Linked DNA regions of Sus scrofa: region 2 is linked to region 1. The links are chromatin contacts, called in public HiChIP or PLAC-seq maps. All regions are on one chromosome and are shown on one strand. The core of a region is the stretch at or near the end of the contact, and the rest is flanking DNA. Distances in the headings are between cores, read along the strand shown. Region 1 holds the start of UBE2D2 (ubiquitin-conjugating enzyme E2 D2). Region 2 overlaps UBE2D2 (ubiquitin-conjugating enzyme E2 D2).

Region 1 (7,381 bases), core at 3,329-5,828:
CGACAGGAACTCCTAGTACAGTATTTTAAAGTAATCTTTTTAAAAAAATAGTTCTGTTAACAATGTTACAACTCCTTTCCCATACCCTTAAAAATCATCCTTTGGTAACTTCCAATCTAAGACATTAAAGAAAGGATGTAGTCTACAAAAAGAGGATTCATAACATGAAACAGATCGTAATGAAGGTAAATGTAAGATATAAACTTCTACCATGGGATCAATGCAGCTACTAAAATGGCTTTCTCTACGACCTAACCACACAAAAACTCACCAAAGAATTAGAAGTTTCCAAAAAACTACTTAATCATGCCCATCTACATAAAGCAATACCTTAAAACACTTAAAACAGAGAGGGTATGGTTTAAGTGATTTAATCCTTACACTGCTGTTTATTTGCTGAAACATTTAAAAGACAGAAGGTATGGCTTAAATGATTTAATCCTTACACTCCTGGTTATTTGCTGAACCTCAATCTTTTGTTATTTTTAATTCATGTATTAAACAGGCCTACCAATCTACCAAAAAAAGTGCAGCAGTGTCTTTGGTGTTGTTTTTAACTTGAATCGGCTGCCAAAAATCTGGATTTGTGACTTTCCAAAAAAAAAAAAAAAGAAGATCTGGCAACTTTGGGCACAGATCCTGGCAAGAGTAACATTTGGAGGGAGCTGAATAGCTGAATAACAGCTGCCCCCTTCTAACAGCACATGCAGTATCTAGGTCCCTCCAATTCTCCTTGCTCACTTTGGTTACCTGCCTGGTCTTTAGAGTCATCAGAGTTTGAAATACTTATTTTACTGGAAAATTAATTGATTGACTGGTCTTTTCAGGGGTCTTAAGAATCTATAATCACAGAAATACAATAAAGCAAGTGATGGTCCTAACACCAAAGCTATGTACACCAAACATGAACCGGAACTAGCAGGACACCATTAAAATGTACACGGCACTGTTATGGTTAAGAGCTTTTAGTATCCTAACTTTGCTCTGTCTTCGACTCCTCAAAGAATCATGATATTCGTTACTCTTCCTCAAAATAAAGAAATGAACCCTATATTTCAATATCCTGGCACTCTAAGAGCAACAAAAAGGCTCCTGCATCTGTATAACAAAAGTAAAGAAGAAAAACAGGAAGCAAAAAAGGTCTCTGATCAGTCAAATAGACCACAGTTCACAGAACACATGAAGCCCTCTTCACTCAGAGCCTACTGGATCTTATTTTAGACATAATTTTAATAAGCTCAGTGATCTGGTTTCCCTGCCCACAATAGATGAGAGGCAGCCAACTGTAAAAGGGCTGGGGGTGGTGCTGCTAGAGGCAGACACTCAAAGCATCAAAACCAAAGCTAAAGACCTATAATGTCAGCAGAAAACCTCAAAACTTAGTAGGCTGGGGCCATTTGGTGTAGATACAATCCCCAAAAGCCTCCATCCCTGCATAGAACTATAATGAATTTTCTATATACTCTGTTAAAACATAGCACAGCTGACCTTAAAGTACATATGAAAATAAAACCCATCAAAGCTTTTTCCAAAAAAGTCATGACATTTAGGAGTTCCCTTATGGCACAGCAGGTTAAGGATCTGGCATTGTCACTGCAGCGGCCTGCGTCACTATGCCCCAGGTTTGATCCCTAGCCTAGAAACGTCCACATGCTGTGGGCACAGCCCAACACCCGACCCCCATACAAAAAAAAAAAAGTCATGGCATTTAAAGGACAGTCAGATTCACAGAACACTACTTCTCTTGGTCAAAGATACTGAATTCTTAAAGATGCCACATTTCAAAAATATTTGTTCTTGGTAAAAATTTTATTAGAACCCAGATGCAGTAGTCCATGATATTTGAAGTGGAGGTAATTAAGCAGAACTATTTTTTCAGAGAATTCTACCTGGGAAGGTTCAAGGCCAAGACCAAGTATATAAGCCAAGTCTGTCTTGTGGGGATTCCATCACAGACACATTACCAGGGCTGAGGGTAACAAAGGACTGGTCTTATCCACACATAGGTTAAGTCTATAAATTCCATTTAAAATTCATGCTATACAAACAGTTTGGGAAGTCCTCTTGTGGTGCAGCAGGTTAATTTCTGTTTTCACAATCTTATTGACTAGTATGTATACCAAAAAAAAATTTTATTTTTTTCTAATCCATGGTAGTCTCAGAAGTTGAGTCATACTTTGGAGGAGCGTTCTAGGTTATAAACTAGGTGAAAAAACGTTAATACTAAATTTTAAAAGTTCAAATTACTGTCTGCACTTAATTTTCTTATTAAAATTTTAACAAGGTCACCTTTTCGAGAAAAATCTAGAGAATATGTGGTATCTCAAAAGAAGTATTACTGGAGGCAAGGACATGAGAAGATTAAGATGCCATGTTTTGAGTGCTATTTCCTTCTCTGAAAAAACCTTCATAACATATATATCAATCAGAGTAGAGATTCAAGGCTACATTTCTTGATCTGTAGACTATCACACGTCATACGCACTCCTCTTCAATCTTTTACAGGTATAACCTCAAGTTGAGAACTTCTCAATTAGTCTTTAGGAACCTATTAACTCTTTAAAGCCTTAAAAATGCATATACAGTATTTACTTGGATCACCTGTCCTCAGTGTGCTCCTGGTCCCTTAAATGGTTAAGAGATCGTTGCTTAAGGTTCAAGCTTGTTTTAACGAATAACCCACTTCATTTTAGTACAAGTACTCTGTCTAAAGTCTGCCCTTTTTCACTTGATAAAAATCAAAGTCCAGAGAAATTGGTGAGGATCTAACCTAATTTACAGAAACCACTGGGATTAATTCCACATTAATGGGTTTTGATCAAGAATGAAGTGAGGATCAACGGCTGAGCTGTGTTTAAATTGTCCAAATCTGCATTTTCACTGAGTTTAAGGCAAGATGAAAATTGGTTCTCTTCCTCTTGCAACTCCATCCCATCCTTCAGGATGGATAATCCCAGGATCTACTTCTTACTGCTAGAGGTTTAATACAGCTTCTCCAAGTAAACAAGTGAAACACCAAACAAAAAGCGCTTTTCCACTTCTAAGGGGGGTGGGGGGGAATGACAGTGAGAGTTACCAGCAGGTTACAATATTAGAGAGAAAGGGGAAAAAATCCTAAACTTTAAGCCAAGCACAGAAGCACTGTTACTCTGGAAGCAGGATTAGGAAAACCTCTGTTAAGACACCTAAACGAATAACTCGTCACCTTAAAGGGCAAATAAATACTTTCTATGGGAAAAATCTAGCAAAATCCCTTCTACATTAAAAGGCTCTCCCCGAACATATCACCTAATTTAAGCGTTAAAAACCACCTTGCGAAGAGACTATAACAGCAACCTTTGTGTCATTTTCTCCAGCGGTTTCCAACGTTCAGGTTTCTACCTCTTCTCTTCACAATTTAACAGCTTTCCTGTTAAATCCATTCCAGCCGACGGAAGTGGTAGTTTCTACATTTACATTTGGTAACCTCAAGGAATTAAAAACGCTTCTCCCTCGACTTCCCTCCTCCTTCATAAAAATCACGTTACTTTCCTTCTGAACTTCCTACTCTAAGTGTCTGGACGAGCAGAGTGGACGTGAAGAGTGCGGCCGCTAAAAGGCAAGTGAACTCAAAAAATACTTGTGGATCGGACAAAAAGGCTTCCTCAGTCCGCCTGAGACACGGGCTCCAAGCTCAGGCGGTTCTGCGGAGGTGGGGGTACGAGGTGCCGGGCAGGGAAGGGGCATGGAGCCCTTTCGACCTCCGTCGACGGGGCCGCCCAACGCCCCAGTCCCAGCACCCGCTCTCGGCACAGCCGGACAATGGCCCTCTAGCACAGCAGTCCCAGGCCGGGAAGAGGCCCTGGGACTCCACAGCACGCGAGGCCTAGAAAGAAGGCCAGGAAGGAACGCTGAGCCGGCGAGCATACCTCCGGCCTAAGCGTGGTCAGCGCGCCGGGGCCTCCGCCGGCGCCATCACTGGGAGTGGGGTAGGAAGGCCGCCCGGCAGGGCCATCGCCGGCAGCCGGGTCCGAAGAGGCCGCGAGCCCAGCGGAGACGACGGCGGGAAGTGCAGGCCGCAGCCTGCTCAGCTGGCAGGCCCAGCGGCCCGAACCCACAGCCGACCTCTGGCCGCTTACCTTGTGGATTCTCTTCAGAGCCATCGTGGGAGGCGGGTGGCGGCGGCCCCCGGGGTGGGGACGGGGGCAGGGGAGGGACGGGGAAGGGGCGAGGGGTGCGAGGCCGCCTCGGTGACCGCGGGCCGGCCGGAGAAGATGGGGAGCTCCGAAGCGCGGGTCCGGCGGGACAGACTTAGGGCCGGGGCCCACTCGGCTCCTGAGCCTGCCGCAGCGGTCACCGCATCACCCGGCGGCGGCCCCTTTATGCGCTGCCGCCCGAGCCGCCGCCGCCGCCGCCGCCGCCACCACCACCGCCGCCGCCGCCGCCGTAGCTGCCTCTGCCTCCCAGGCTCAGCGCCGCCTCCTCAGCAGCCGCGGATCCCTCCGCCGGGAAGCAAGAGCCCAGCCTCGGGCTCGGCCGGCGCCTCCCGGTCGGACAGCCAGAGGGACTGCCTGCCGCAGGTGGACCGAGGGACGCGCGGGCGGGTGGCGCCGCCGGGGTGGGGCCGCAGGAGTGCGGGGTGGGCCCAGGCCGAGGGGCAGGTCGGGAGAGCGGGGATTGGCGGGCCTGGGAAGGGAGGGCCGGGCCGCGCCGGCGGCGGAGGGATACGGGCCGCCCCTCTGAGTGTCTTACGTGCTGCCGCCGCCGCCGCCGCCACGGCCGCCGAGAGGATGACGCCGCGACGCCGGGAGAAGATCTCGCGAGATTTGTGCCGGGGTCGTGGAGGCTCGTTCGACGGCCGAGGCTCGTAGCCCGCGACCCTGAGTCCTTTGCCTCTGGTTCCCTCTTAGATATGTTATCTGAGATCAATAAGCTTTTTAAAGGCGAATGTATTCTAGGTCTCCTGGCCGTCCACATAGCGGAGGCTGACCCAGGAAGAGCCTTTAGGTCCATTACAACTTTCCAGAAGGAGGAAAGGACTTGTCCAAGGTCACACAGCTCCACGGTGGCGAAGCTGGGAGTTCCCTGAAGCCAAGAGTCTCGTGAATTCTCTCTCTGGTAGCTGCGTGGTAACATCCTGGGCACCTGCAGGAGTGTGGTTCTTCAACCATGCCACAGGCAGCCCTGAGATGGTCTTTGTAAGGAAGACATGGGTGACAACTTGAATGTCTCTCAGCCACTGGCTTGTCAGCCCTAGGAGAGGTGCTCTGCTTGGTGAATTGTTATGGCAATATACCAGTTACCTCAGAAAAAAACTTGCACAGTGTGTGCTCCAGTAATTAAAAACCAACCTTGTTGTCAAGTGGGAGGGGAAATGGGGGAGGGATGGAGTGAGAGTTTGTGGTTAGCAGATGCAAACTATTACTTAGACGATGGATAAACAATAAGGTTCCGAGCTCCCATTGTGGCGCACCGGGTGAAGAACGCGACTGCAGCGGCTGGGGTTGCTGGGGAAGAGCCGTTCTATCCCCAGCCCAGCACGGTGAGTTAAAGGGTCCCGCCTCACCGCAGCTGCTGTTAGGTTGCGGCTACGGCTCACATTCAATCCTGGCCTGGGAACTTCCATATGCCCTGGATGTAGCCATTAAAAGAAAGTAAAGAAAATTAAAAAAGGCCCTTCTCTAAAGCACAGGGAACTATATGTAGTATCCTGTGATGCACCCAAGCGGTAAAGAATATGAAAAAGAATGTACATACGTGTAACTGAATCACTGTCGTACAGCAGAAATTAACATGTTATAAATCAACTATACTCAAAAAACAAAAACCTGGTGTTTAGAACACCATCAGAAGCAAACTTAGAAAAACTATTCTGGGGATGTTTTTAGGAGGGATGGAAACGGAAAGCAAGTTCACTGTGTATTGGGTGTGGAGCCCTGCACCAGGACCAGCAAACTATAAGGCTCACTGCTTTTAAAGGGCCTGTGGTGGGAGGTGCTTTTTATCTGGCTGGAGACACATGGAAGAACAGTAAGGAATATTTTCCTGGGAGGTCATGTTTTTTTCCTGGGAGGTCATGCCCACATTCTCAAGTTCTCCTCAAGATTTTCTGATTAAATCTGTGTTCTTTCCTCTGTCTGAAAGGGGCCTTGAATATCATTGATTCTAACTCTTGAACTGAGAGAGGAGAAACTGGAGCGCCCCTAAGGAGAGGATCTGGCCAAAAGGCACACAAAAGGCCAGCAGCATAACTTGTACTGCCTTGTATCCTAAGTAGAGGCTGGCCCAACTGGGCGGGGCCACACTGGACTCCTGAGCTGAAGGAAGGAAAAGCTGTATCCAGTTGCCCCGGGGGGTTATGTTTTGGGTTGGAGGTGAAGAAAAATATACCACAGTCCCAAATCTTTCCTTCCTAAGAAGTGTGATGGAAAAGGTATAAAAAGGCCTGTTGCAAAGTTCCTGTTGTGGCTCAGTGGTAATGAACCCGACTAGTATCCATGAGGACATGGGTTCAATCCCTGGCCTTGCTCAGTGGGTTAAAGATCCGGCACTGCCGTGAGCTGTGTAGGTGGGAGACACAGCTCAGATCTGGTGTTGTGGCTGAGATATAGGCCGTCAGCTGCAGTTCTGATTTGACCCCTAGCCCGGGAACTTCCCAAAAAAAGACGGGGGGGAAAAAAAAAAAAAAAAGCCTGTTGGTCAGATTTAAAAAAATTTTTTTTCAGCAATAATTTTCTTGGGAATTCCGGTTGTGGCACAGTGGAAACGAATCTGACTGGTATCCATGAGGGTGCAGTTTCGATCCCTGGCCTTGATCAGTGGGTCAAGGATCTAGCGTTGTTGTGAGCTGTGATGTAGGTCACAGACGTGGCTCGGATCTGGCGTTGCTGTGGCTGTGGTGTAGTCCGGCAGCTAAAGCTCCAATTCGACCCCTAGCCCCTGGCAATGTCTATGTGCTGCGAGTGTGGCCCTAAAAAGCAAAAAAGAAAAAAATTTTTTGTATTAAAAAGCAATATGTATTTGTTGCAAGAGATACAGATAAGCAAAAGGCAGGAAATAAAACTCAACTATACTCCTATCATTCAACAATTTTTTTTTTTTTTTTTTTTTTTACTTTTTAGGGCCACACCCGAAGCATATGGAAGTTCCCAGGCTGGGGTCCAATGGGAACTGCCTTGGATGCCATCCTACACCACAGCCACAGCAACTCGGGATCTGAGCCGGGTTTGCCACCTATTCCACAGCTCACAGCAACGCCAGATCCTTTAACCCACTGATTGAAGCCAGGGGTGGAACCTGTGTCCTCATGGATACTAGTCAGATTGGTTTCCCCTGAGCCAGGACAGTTACTCCCCTAGATAACCAAGTTTAAACATTTTCTTTTTTCCAGTATAAGTACTGT
Region 2 (7,381 bases), core at 2,677-5,176, 34 kb before region 1:
CGGGTTCGGTCCCTGCCCTTGCTCAGTAGGTTAAGGATCCGGCGTTGTCGTGAGCTGTGGTGTAGGTCACAGACATGGCTGGGATTCTGCATTGCTGTGGCTGTGGTGTAGGCCAGCAGCTGTAGTTCTGATTTGACCCCGAGCCTCTATATGCCGCCAGTGCGGCCTTAAAAAGACCAAAAAAAGGAAAAAAAAAAAACTCAAGTCAACTGAAAGTACAGAAAATACCTACCACAAACCCAAACCTATCGCCTAGCCCTGGCCAATCTAAACAGTGAATTCCCTGGTGGCTCAGTGGGTTAACATGTCACTGCCATGGCTCAGGTCACTGCTATGGCACAGCTTGGATCCCTGGCTTAGGAACTTCCCCTGCTATGGATGTGGTAAAAACAAACACACACTGCTATATTCTGAATCTTTTTTGGTCATACCTTGGCATACAGAGTTCCCGGGTCAGGGACTGAATCCGAGCCACAGAACTGACCTACTTTTTTTTCCTTTCTTTTTAGGGCTGCACACACAGCATAAAGAAGTTCCCAGGCTAAGAGTCGAATTGGAGCTGCAGCTGCCAGCTATACCACAGCCACAGCAATGCAGGATCTGAACCGTGTCTGCAATCTACACCAAAGCTCACAGCAATGCCGGATCTCCAACTCACCAAGTGAGGCCGGGGACTGAACCCACATCCTCATGGAAACTAGTCAGATTCGTTTCTGCTGAGCCAAGACAGGAACTCCCATGACCTACGTTTTAATACCTGATTCTTTTTTTAATTTTGTCTTTATTTGCCTTTTGAGGGCCGCTCCTGCAGCATATGGAGGTTCCCCGGCTAGGGGTCGAATCGAAGCCGTGGCCACTGGCCTACACCAAAGCCACAGCAACGCGGGATCCAAGCCACGTCTTCAACCTTCACCACAGCTCAGGGCAACGCCGGATCCTTAACCTGCTGAGCAAGGGCAGGGATCGAACCCGCAACCTCATGGCTCCTAGTCAGGTTCGTTAACCACTGCGCCACGATGGGAACTCCAATACCCGATTCTTAACCCACTGTGCTGGGCATCAAACCTGCACCCCAGCTGGGCCACAACAGAAACTCCAACTCTGGATCTTTAAGAAGTCTCCTGTGCATTCTCTACAAAGTAATGATTACCTTGAATTTAGTGTTTATTATTCCCCTTTTTTAAAAAAACTAGATAAACATTTTTAATCTTTAAATTATATGTAATGTAAATCATAAAGATTTTACAATTTTTACTATCATCTAAAGATAAAACAATCAGTAGACAAAACCACATATAGTCCATTAAAACTGAGGTTTTGTTATATTCTGTGTTGTTATATTTTTAAAAGCAGCCACCACCACTAAACACACTATTTCTTAAAGAATATAAAACTTTTAACAGAAAAAGCCTGTTCTTATACTTACTTGAAAGCTTACTTAAAAGTTCCATCTAAGACATTATTCACTCAGATTTTTCTAATTTATTTGCAGAGTAAGCTTTAATCTTCAAATGCAGAATAATTCAAGTAACTTAAAAATTGAGGTTTCTAGAGGAGTTATTCATTTTAATTCTCTTATTACACATATATGTAACATATATATTCAATTACACACACACACACACACCCATCTGCCACATATATACATATATACCATACTCTATTTTTATGCTTGCATTGGTGTGGTCCATTTGTTACAATTGATGAAACAATACAGGTATATTATAATTAACCAAATTCCAAGTTCACATTAAGCTTCACTCATTCTTTTGTACACTGGATAGACTTGACAAATGTTTATTCAATTGGATTCACCATTCCAATTTCATACAGTGTGGTTTCTGTGCTATATTTTTACTTTTTAATTTTTATTTATTTATTTATTCTTTGTTTTGCTTGGTAGAAATTTATTTATTTTTTTATTACTCAAATGATTTTATCTCATCTGTAGTTGTATAATGATCCTAACAGTCTGATTTCATAGGATTTCTATCCCACAGCCCAAGCACATCCCCCCACCCCTCAAACTGTCTCCTCCAGAGACCATGTTTTTCAGTGTCTGTGAGTCAGCATCTGTTCTGCAAAGATAGTGTTTATTATTCTCTTAACAGTCTTTTTTGTTATTGTTGTCTTTTTAGGGCCTCACCCAAAGCCTATTTAGTTCCCAGGTTAGGAGTCAAATCGGAGCTATAGCTGCCAGCCTACACCACAGCCGCAGCCACGCCTGATCCTCAAGCCACTGAGTGAAGTCAGGGATCAAACCCAAGTCCTCATGAATACTAGGTTGAGTTTGTTTCCCGCAGCGCTACACCGGAACTCCTATCATACTTCTAAACTTTTATTCAAAAAGCGTTACATTGTATACTTCGCTTTTCCCTCAACATATTAAGACATTTTTCCACCAAGATCTAGTTTTTTCCTTTTTACTACTGTTTATTTTGCTAGTGGATTTTTTTTTTTTTTTGGTCTTTTTGCCATTTCTTTGGACCACTCCCTCGGCATATGGAGGTTCCCAGGCTAGGGGTCCAATCAGAGCCGTAGCCGCTGGCCTACGCCAGAGCCACAGCAACGCAGGATCCGAGCCGCGTCTGCAACCTACACCACAGCTCAACATCACAGCAACGTCGGATCGTTAACCCACGGAGCAAGGGCAGGGACCGAACCCGCAACCTCATGGTTCCTAGTCGGATTCGTCAACCACTGCGCCACGACGGGAACTCCATTTTTTGCTAGTGGATGTTTAAACAATGTTTGCCTTCTTTAGGTGACTGAAATTTTATTTCCTATATTTCACTATTATAATGGTAAATACTGGTTATACACACATTCTTGTATACCCCTGTGTTTTTCTAGATAAAACACTTCCCCAATTTAACAAGTACCCTCTCTCCTTTTTTAACCACACACTGATGCCTTTTATTACGTATGGGTTTCAAAAATTATTTCCTCAACCCATATATACAGGCAAAAATAAGTGTACCGTTCAACACTGGAACTTGAAAACCTGATGACTGCCTAGAGAAGGGAAAATTATTTCCAGAACATGCTTCATCAGGAGGCCAATTCATCTACCAACCTCCAAGAACATGAAAATGAACATGACAGACACTATCCTCCATGTGAATCTTCATTTACTGTCATTCGACAACCCTTCTTTGGGCCCAGATCAGCAGCACATTTCTTGCCAGAATCATTAAATGTCCAAGAAGACTTTCCTCACTATCATCTGCTACAGAAATCTGGGATGATATAAGTTCCTTCGCTACCACCAGAGAAATATGTTGGTGCTTGAAGGGAATCCCTTTTTAATTATAATTTTATCACTAACTCTATAGTTAATGTTTCATACAACTTATTTGCTATTAAACTGTTGTGTTTCAATGATCAAAGAGGAAACTTCTTTAGAATGTATAAATGGATGGCTCTTTTCTAAGTTTATAAAACAAACGAACAAACCCCGTGAGGGTTTTTTTTTTCTGTTTTGGCTATCCCTCAGCATATGGAGTGTCCGGCCAGGGATCAGACCCCAGCTGCAGTTGTGACCAAAGCTGCAGCTATGGCTACACAGGATCCTTAAACCACTGTGCTGGGCCAGGGATAGAACCTGCTTCCCAGCGCTCCCAAGACACCGCTGATCCCACTGTACCACAGTGGGAACTAAGTGTCCTTTACTAACTGGTCCTACCAAAAAACTGCAGAGGTTATTATACTGTAAATTTTGGAAACTAACCATTTTCATGTGTAATTATGTTAATGAAAATAAGTTTCCATAAGAATTGTTAAGATTATTCCATAACATGTTCTTGCTGATATGAGCAGGAGCAATAGGCCAAATCCAGTTCTTCCAAGTCTTAATATCATTTGATGTTTTCTCATTATTCTGCTCTTACGTAACTTGAAGCAAGTCACTCACTTTCTTCAGATCAGAACATTCACATCTATAAAACAAGGAAGTTAAACTAAACAGCATGATTTGGTTACAGCTCTGATTTGACCCCTAGTCTGGGAACTTCCATATGCAAAGGATGAGGCCTAAAAAGACCCCCCTCCCAAAAAAAATTCAAGGTTCTAAAGAATTCCTGCATAAAGAAAACACTACTATTTGGACACAAAACCAGGCTCTGCTCTTTTCTCAGCCCATTCAACCAATGCTACATTCCTCAACCAAGAGTTTATTCTCACAAAATGCCTAATGTCTGTGGGAAAGTCAGAAGTAAATCTGAAGGAACCAAGAACATTCTTTTATCCCAAAGAAATATTACTGATTTAGAATAAAAGATTTTGGGGAGTTCTCTGGTGGTCTAGCAGGTTAAGGATCCAGTGTTGTCACTGCTGTGGCTTGGGTCACTGCCACAGTTTGGGTTCAATCCCTGGCCAGGGAACTTTTGCATTTTGTGGGGGCAGCCCGAAAAAAATTTTTTTAAATAAAGCATTTTTAAGCATGACAGAGAAATCTACACAACATGGCTAATATTGTCCTAAGTTATTTCTTTTATCTATCTGTTGTCTATCTGGACTATAAATTATTTCAGTATTTTTTTTTCTTTATGTGGTAAAGGACACATAACATAAAATGTACCATCTCACCTATTTTTAAGTATGTAATACAGTTCAGTGGTATCAAATACATTCATAATGTTGTGTTCAAAGTGTTTTAAAACAATGTTTACATCAAGAGAAAGCCCATGTATGAGCAGCTTTTCAGATATGGTTTCCACAACATAAATTCCCTTTCTAGGCAGATTACATGTTTCTATTAATTTTCAGAGACAGTTTTTTTTTTTTTAAAGTTACGTTTGCCAAGTTCCAGGAAATCCTTACAAGCACTATTTGTGTGACAATGCTGATAGCTTTCAGCAGTGATCAAATATACAGCTGATATGTTTCTGGCTTAAAACAGTTTCTCAAGATTAAAAAGGGGGAAAAAACCACTTTTCTCATGAAACAGGTATCTTTTTTTTTTTTTTTTTTTTTTTGTCTTTTTAACTATTTCTTGGGCCGCTTCCGCGGCATACGGAAGTTCCCAGGCTAGGGGTCCAATCGGAGCTGTAGCCACCGGCCTACGCCAGAGCCACAGCAACACGGGATCCGAGCCGCCGCATCTGCAACCTACACCACAGCTCACGGCAACGCTGGATCGTTAACCCACGGAGCAAGGGCAGGGACCGAACCCGCAACCTCATGGTTCCTAGTCGGATTCGTTAACCACTGCGCCACGACGGGAACTCCGAAACAGGTATCTTTTAAAAGGGAAATGATATGCTATATAAAGATATTAGCAAAATTTGTCATTTATATAATCCTATCTGTTGTACTGTAAAATTTCAAACACTGAAAGCTTATATTTATACCACAACCTAGAAAGTAAAGCTAAGCAAGGTACTTATATTTATAAACTACATATGATCAAGGGAGTTCCTGTCATGGCTCAGTGGTTAACGAATCTGACTAGGAACCATGAGGTTGAGGGTTCGGTCCCTGGCCTTGTTCAGTAGGTTAAGGATCCGGTGTTGCCCTGAGCTGTGGTGTAGGTTGAAGACGTGGCTCGGATCCCGCGTTGCTGTGGCTCTGGCGTAGGCCGGCAGCTACAGCTCCGATTCGACCCTTAGCCTGGGAACCTCCATATGCCGCAGGAGCAGCCCTGGAAAATGCTAAAAAATAAATACAAAATAAAAAATAAATACATATGATCTAAAATTCCATGTAACAAAGGAAATCCTAATTATCCTAAAGTAAAATAAGGAAATCAAAGAATTTAAAAAATTTTAGGAGTTCCCGTCGTGGCGCAGTGGTTAACGAATCCGACTAGGAACCATGAGGTCGCGGGTTCGGTCCCTGCCCTTGCTCAGTGGGTTAACGATCCGGCGTTGCCGTGAGCTGTGGTGTAGGTCGCAGACGCGGCTCGGATCCCGCGTTGCTGTGGCTCTGGCATAGGCCGGTGGCTACAGCTCCGATTCAACCCCTAGCCTGGGAATCTCCATATGCCGCGGGAGCAGCCCAAGAAATAGCAACAACAACAACAACAACAACGACAAAAGACAAAAAAAAAAAAAAAAAAAAAATTTTAAAGAAAATTCTTTCCATGGATGGCTAACAGGCACATGAAAAAATGCTCAGTATCATTGTAAGAGAAATGCAAATCAAACCACTATGAGATACCACCTCACAATGGTCAGAATGGCCATGATTAACAAGTCAACAAATAAATGCTGGAGAGAGTGTGGAGAAAGGGGTATGCTCCTTCAGTGTTAGTGGGAATGTAAAATTGGTACAATCACTATGGAAAACAGTATTAAGGTACTTCAGAAAACTAAATATAGAACTACCATATGATCCAGCAATCCCACTCCTGGGTATATATACAGACAAAACTTTCATTGAAAAAGATAAATGCACCCGTGTTCAGTTCATTGCAACACTACTCACAATAGTCAAGACATGGAAACAACCTAAATGTCCATTGACAGATGAACGGATTAAGAAGATGTGTTATTGATTGGAGTTCCCATTGTGGCACAGTGGCTAACGAATCTGACTAGGAACCTTCAGGTTGCGGGTCTGATCCCTGGCCTTGCTCTGTGGGTTAAGGATCCAGCGTTGCCGTGAGCTGTGGTGTGGGTCGCAGACGCGGCTCAGATCCCACGTTGCTATGGCTCTGGTGTAGGCCGGCGGCTACAGCTCCGATTCGATCCCTAGCCTGGGAACCTCCATATGCCACAAGAGCGGTCCAAGAAAATGGCAAAAAGACAAAAAAAAAAAAAAAAAAAAAAAAGACGTGGTACGTATATGCAATGGAATACTACTCAGCCATAAAAAGACTAAGATAATGTTGTTTGTGGCAACAAGGATAGAGCTAGAGATTCTCATACTAAGTGAAATCAGAAAGAGAAAGACAAATACTATAGGTTATCACCTGGATGTGGAATCTAAACTATGGCACAGATGATCCTATCTACAAAACAGCAACAGATTATGGACATGGTAAAGGGACTTGTGGTTGCCAGGGGGGAACGGGGAGGGAGTAGGAAGACCATCAAGTTTGGGGTTGGTGGATACAAACTGTAACATTTGAAATGGATGGGCAATGGGCTCCATCGTATAGCACAGGAAACTGTGTGTGACTGCGTCCTTCTGCTGTACAACAGAAATGGAAGAAACACGGTACATCAACCATACTTTAATGGGGGAAAAGAATCTCTCTTAATCTGACTGCAGTGGCTCAGGATCCCGCAGAGGCTCAGGTTCTTGCAGTCATAAAATTTAAATAAATAAATGAATGAATGAATTCTTTAGACTCGGAGTTCCCGTGGTGGCGCAGTGGTTAACGAATCCGACTAGGAACCATGAGGTTGTGGGTTCGGTCCCTGCCCTTGCTCAGTGG

What was found. HiChIP or PLAC-seq counts read pairs in DNA pulled down with a chosen protein or histone mark.
Region 2: an H3K27ac HiChIP or PLAC-seq map of alveolar macrophages shows a contact between it and region 1. The contact joins the enhancer-like site here to the promoter of UBE2D2 in region 1. A contact is called at or near these places in 6 of 47 Hi-C or Micro-C datasets (alveolar macrophages, brain, embryonic fibroblasts and 3 more) and 1 of 2 datasets of contacts at active chromatin or transcription factors (alveolar macrophages).

What each region holds. Positions count from the first base shown.
Region 1 is chr2:141,395,134-141,402,514 of Sscrofa11.1, reverse strand. It overlaps UBE2D2 (ubiquitin-conjugating enzyme E2 D2), which reads right to left and starts at 4,578. Exons shown (of 7, transcript XM_005661722.3): 1 at 4,119-4,578.
Region 2 is chr2:141,428,891-141,436,271 of Sscrofa11.1, reverse strand. All of the region lies in intron 1 of UBE2D2 (ubiquitin-conjugating enzyme E2 D2), which reads right to left. Among named protein-coding and RNA genes, the nearest start is that of UBE2D2, 35 kb to the right of the region's middle. Within about 2 kb of position 3,926, at least 1 of the 83 cell types and tissues checked has an H3K27ac peak or open chromatin away from gene starts, as enhancers often do. A contact at or near this core is called in alveolar macrophages, where this site is marked.